2 separate regions of the Macaca mulatta genome follow, and region 1 is linked to region 2. A link is a contact called in public Hi-C data. All regions are on one chromosome and are shown on one strand. The core of a region is the stretch at or near the end of the contact, and the rest is flanking DNA. Distances in the headings are between cores, read along the strand shown. Region 1 holds the start of KIF2C (kinesin family member 2C). Region 2 holds the start of RPS8 (ribosomal protein S8).

What was found. A called contact is a pair of places that touch in the nucleus more often than the background predicts.
Region 1: a Hi-C map of fetal cortex germinal zone shows a contact between it and region 2, with 1.9 times the contacts expected there. The contact joins the promoter of KIF2C here to the promoter of RPS8 in region 2. A contact is called at or near these places in 4 of 14 Hi-C or Micro-C datasets (CD4 T cells, fetal cortex germinal zone, fibroblasts and 1 more).

Annotation. Positions count from the first base shown.
Region 1 is chr1:195,899,563-195,902,264 of T2T-MMU8v2.0, reverse strand. It overlaps KIF2C (kinesin family member 2C), which reads left to right and starts at 1,339. Exons shown (of 21, transcript XM_015138048.3): 1 at 1,339-1,929. The coding sequence starts at 1,860.
Region 2 is chr1:195,860,245-195,863,140 of T2T-MMU8v2.0, reverse strand. It overlaps RPS8 (ribosomal protein S8), which reads left to right and starts at 1,350. Exons shown (of 6, transcript XM_015138067.3): 1 at 1,350-1,376; 2 at 1,807-1,913; 3 at 2,445-2,544. The coding sequence starts at 1,373. It overlaps LOC114675070 (small nucleolar RNA SNORD46), which reads left to right and starts at 2,260; the gene lies at 2,260-2,363. It overlaps LOC114675053 (small nucleolar RNA SNORD55/SNORD39), which reads left to right and starts at 1,641; the gene lies at 1,641-1,720.

The DNA.
Region 1 (2,702 bases), core at 90-2,589, 39 kb before region 2:
TTGTAGACATCTCAAATTCAAAATGAACAAAATGAAACCCTGGACTTAACCCCCAACTCATTCCTTCACAATCCCACTCTCCCTTTTCAGTATATGGTCCATCATGCAGCCAGGTGCTCTAGCCAGAAACCAGGAGTCATCCATGACCACCCCTGTCATTCACATCCATCAGCAAAATCCATTCACTTCACTTCCCAAACATGGGGTATCTTGAATCAATTCTCTCAGCTGTACTTCCAATCCAGTATCACCACCCTGGCCTATGCCAGCATAATCTCTTGCCTACTAAGTGCTCTCTGCACTCTGTCTTGCCCCTTTCAACTCTACTCTCCACACAACAGCAAGTTTGCCTGACATAAAAGTAAAATGTAGGCTGGGCGCGGTGGCTCACACCTGTAATCCCAGCACTTTGGGAGGCGGAGGCAGGTGGATCACCTGAGGTCGGGAGTTCACGACCAGCTTGACCAACAGGGTGAAACCTCATCTCTACTAAAGATACCAAATTAGCCAGGCATGGTGGCGCATCCCTGTAATCCCAGCTACTTTGGAGGCTGAGGCAGGAGAATTGCTTGAACCCGGGAAGTGGAGGTCGCGTGAGCCAAGATCACGCCACTGCACTCCAGCCTGGGCAACAAGAGTGAAATTCTGTCTCAAAAGAAAAAAAAGAGAAAGTAAAATGTAAATCAGATCTTCTTAGTCCCCTGCTTAAAACTTTCAATGACTTCTCATTAGCATAAAAGCCAAAATTACTACTACAGGCCACAAGATGCTCAATGATTTTGCCCCTGCCCACCTCTTCAACTTCTTCTGATGTTCCTCTCCCCCACTGCCTTCCAGCCATCTTCAAACAAGACCTTTCCTGGCCAGGCACAGTGGTTCACACCTGTAATCCCAGCACTTTGGGAGGCTGAGGCAGGCAGATCGTCAAGAACAGGAGGCTGGAATTCGTGGTTCACATATGTAATCCTAGCAGTTTGGGGGGCGAAGGAGGGAGGATCTTTGAGCCCAGGAATTCAAGACCAGCCTGGGCAACACAGCAAGAACACTGTCTCTAATTTAAAAAAAAAGAGGACAGGAACTGTGTGTCTAGTTGACTACTATTATCTCCATTTCCTAGTACCATGCCTAGCACGTGGTAGACATTCACTCAATAAATATCTGGTGAATCGTGTCTTCCTGGAAATTTATACGTAACTCCTTGAATGACGAAACATGCTTCTCCACTGTGCAATGAGAAAAACTAAGTCAAGTTTCTAACCTGTGGTTTTATTTTGCTTAGAGAACAGGGTCTTGGCTACGTTGCCCTTGCTGGTCTCGAACTTCTGATCTCAAGCGATCACTCCCACCTCTAGCCTTCCTAAGTGCAAGGATTACAGGAGTGAGCCACCGCGCCCGGTCAAGTCTCCAATTTGCTCGAGGTCATTGAACTAGCAACTGAAGAAGCTAGGATTCGAACCCATGTCTGTAGTATTCCAGAGCCCTCACTCTGAAATACATACCGAAGTTTCCCAGTTTTCGGGAACCCGGCTGTACAAGATGACCAAACACAATACCAGGAAGCGGGAGCCCCAGACCCCGCGGAGCGCCAAAGTTCCCAGGAGGCACAGCGCTCGGGGGTGTGGCCAGACGCATGGGCGGTGCCGGGCGTCGGAAGACGGTTCGGAACTGCGTATCCCCCAAGGCTCTGCAGGGCGCCGCTGACCGCCGGAAGCGGGGGCGGGGACAGCGGGATGACGTTTTAAGGACGCTTGCGCGCGGGATTTAAACTGCGGCGGTTTACGCGGCGTTAAGACTTCCTAGGGTTAGCGGAATTGAGGTTTCCTAGCATTGCGCGTTTCTTTTCCTTGCTGACCCTCCGAATGGCCATGGACTCGTCGCTTCAGGCCCGCCTGTTTCCCGGTCTCGCCATCAAGATCCAACGCAGTAATGGTGAGGAGCGGGGTCCCTAGGTCAAGGGGACTCGTGAGCGGTGAGACGACGGAAATTACTGCCCCTCCCCAGACACACAAATGGGCTCTCACTCTCTTTCTCTCCCTCCCTCCTTTTCACACGCACTAACTCCTGGTCTCTGCACTGGCAGTCATTCTTCCCTACACAGGGGTGAGAGTCTGCGCTGGACGTGGGTCCCTTTCGCTGTCCTCCGGGAGTGGGCGGACCTTCTCCAAGGCTGGTAGATCCAGGGAAGTTGGGGCTTCTAAATTCACTTCACTTCCAAAATTCACCCCGGAAAATGCCCTGCTCTTACGGGGACCTCGGTCTCCTGGCCCCTCTACTCTGGAATAATATTGCACAGTTGCAGTATGTCAGGTACTGGGACTTAGGGTTAACGGGACAGACAAGATCCCTGCTCTTGAGCAGCTTGTAGTCGTTCTCTCTTTTGCTTAAGCAGCTACCGCACTTCTGGCACGTCTAATACCCGTGTCATTAGGGAAATGGACAGATATGACCGCCAGAAGTGAGTTAGGAAAACCCCAAGAGGGCCAGATCCTTAATGCTATGTTGAGGAAAAGTTCATTTAAGGGCTTTAAGGAATCCTCTGCTCAAACATACTTTTGTGTGTTCTCTTCTGTAGGCTCCCGCTCTCTTTTTTTTTGTAGGCTCTCTTTTGAGTAGGGGTGAATCCTTATCCCATGCAGCTCAATTTAAAAACCTGTCCCCTGCCCACCTCACTGTGGATATTCTAAAGGTGAAGCCCAGGAGAT
Region 2 (2,896 bases), core at 101-2,600:
GTACTCCATAAATATATATACCTACTATGTACCCACAAAGATTAAAAAAAATTTTTTTTGAGATGGAGTCTTGCTGTGTTGCCCAGGCTGGACTCTGCCTCCCGGGTTCAAGCGATTCTCTTGCCTCAGCCTCCCTGAGTAGCTGGGACTACAGGTGAGCGCCACCATGCTCAGCTAAATTTTGTATTTTTTTAGTAGAGACGTGGTTTCACCATGTTGGCCAGGCTGGTCTCAAACTCCTGACCTCGCGATCCGCCCGCCTCCGCCTCCCAAAAATGCTGAGATTACAGGCATGAGCCACCGCACCAGGCCTAAAAATTTTTTTTTTTTATTAAAAAATATATATCCGGCCGGGCACGGTGGCTCACGCCTGTAATCCCAGCAGTTTGGGAGGTCGAGGCGGACGGATCAAGAGGTCAGGAGATCGAGACCATCCTGGCGAACACGGTGAAACTCCGTCTCTACTAAAAATACTAAAAAAAAAAAAAAAATGAGCCGGGCGTGGTGGCGGGCGCCTGTAGTTCCAGCTTCTCCGGAGGCTGAGACAGGAGAATGGCTTGAACCCGGGAGGCGGCGGAGCTTGCAGTGAGCCGAGATCGCGCCACTCACTCCAGCCTGGGCGACAGAGCGAGACTTCGTCTCAAAAAAAGAAAAAAAAATACATATATATATTCTTCCAGCTCAGAAAAGTTAACTGATCCCTTCTTTATACTCTCTAAGTTCCGTTCATTCTGGTGGCATTTATAAACCAACGATTCCCAAAACATCTTCAGTGCAGGTCCCTTATAAGGATGACCAGCTTCCTACCTGTCATTCCCACTTACATGACTTAGCAAGATCTCAAAATGAACGTGTCCAGAACAGCTCCTACCTTAGGAGCCTACCCCATCTCAGTAAGTGGCCCCAATATTTATTCGATTGATCAAGTGAGAATCTTAGGAATCCTTGACACCACCCTCTCCCTCAATCCCCATGTCCAACCTACCACCAAACCCTTCAAAACAAAACCCAAGTCCACAGTCGTTTCCAACTCCATTGCCTTCCACCCTTTTTCAACGCAGCCGCACCCACATCTCATCCTAAACGACCGCAGCAGCCTCTGAAACTAGTCTCAACACGCCCGGATGTGCCGACGCCGCAGACCCCCTTCCCCCAACCCAAGGTCGGAGGCGGGTCAGTTAGGGTCTGCGGATGAAGGCAGCCTGCGGGAGCCTCCCAGACTCGTTGCCCTAGGCGCGGCAGCAAACACGTAAGTCTAGTCGCCCGACGTTGTTTCGGCGCTCAGAAACAACGTAAAGTAAAGGGGCGGGGCAGCGTTTTACAAACCGTACCGTGAATCTTTGCGATTTCTCTTTCCAGCCAGCGCCGAGCGATGGGTGAGTGTCGCTCTGCGTTTAGGCGCGTGATGGGGGGGTTGAGCTCAATCAGGCCCCATCCTGCTTCACAGCCTACTGAGGAGTCCAGGCGCCCCGACCCCCGGCCAGGGACAGCCACAAGGAGTGGTGGCCCTCGGGTTTCGGCCGCCGAGCCCCTCTCTGGGGGCTGCGAAGGCTCTGGACTCCGAGTTCCGGGCCGCGGGCTGCAGGCTCCAAGCGGCGCTAACATGGCTGCCGCGCGGTGGTGGCCCCGGCCGGGCCGCACGTGTATGATGACGACTCGGTAATGCTGCATACTCCCGAGTGCGCGGTGGGGAAGCCAACCTTGGAGAGCTGAGCGTGCGGCCTGCCGGCGCGGGGGTCGGGAGCTGGCGAGTCGCTACCACCGAGTTACAGTGGCTCAAGCTTCCTTCCCCGCTTCCACATGCAGGCATTTCTCGGGACAACTGGCACAAGCGCCGCAAAACCGGGGGCAAGAGAAAGCCCTACCACAAGAAGCGGAAATATGAGTTGGGGCGCCCGGCTGCCAACACCAAGGTGGGTGCGAGCGTGGGCCTGTCCGCCCGGGAGGTCGCCTTCCCCGGCTCTCCAGCGTGCTCGGGCCTCTCCGTGTGACAGTTGTGCGTTCTTTCTTGGGCTCTGATTTCTCTGTAATAGGGCCTGGGTGTCCTTCCCCCTTTACCTGCTGTATAAGTAAGTACCAAAGAGGGAATGCTCCCTCAGGCCCCCAACCCCGGAGCTTAGGGTCTCAGAAGGATACTGTGTGGGGGACTTGAGCTTCTGGAGAGGGTGGCACCTCGGCTAATAGAATCCTAGTCTTTTGGGTTTTTTTTAACAGAGGCTTAATTTTTAGCATTTGGGGTCAGGCTTTCCTCTTGGAGGCAAGTAAGGTGATGAAAAAGAATCCTTAGGCGTGGTTGTGGCCGTCTTGGTCACCTGTGTGCCACTTGCCAATGCAAGGACTTGTCATAGTTACACTGACTGTTGCCTCCTTCCTGCCGCGGTTCCTCTCCCTTTCTTGCCTTGCTCTCCTTGGTAACCTAGTTCCTGTAACCTTGTGTTTTCCAGATTGGCCCCCGCCGCATCCACACAGTCCGTGTGCGGGGAGGTAACAAGAAATACCGTGCCCTGAGGCTGGACGTAGGGAATTTCTCCTGGGGCTCAGAGTGTGAGTGAGGCCCTTTGGGAGTGGGTGGGAAAATGCACCTAAACCTTCTTAAGATTTACCAAGTGGGCCTGGTGCGGTGGCTCGTGCCTGTAAGCCCAGCACTTTGGAAGGCCGAGACGGGCGGATCACCTGAGGTCAGGAGTTCGAGTCCAGCCTGGGCAACAGAGCGAGACTCTCAGAAAAAAAAAAAAAAAAAAGATTCAAGTGCTTTTAGCAGGTAGTCTGTGGCTTAGACCAAGGCATTTGAAGTTTCTTCTTGCTGAAAGATCTTAAGGTAGCTGGAGAGGTTCTCTCCACCCAGGCTGTCCTCCTTCAATCTCTTTTTTTGAGACTGGGTCTCTGTTGCCCAGGC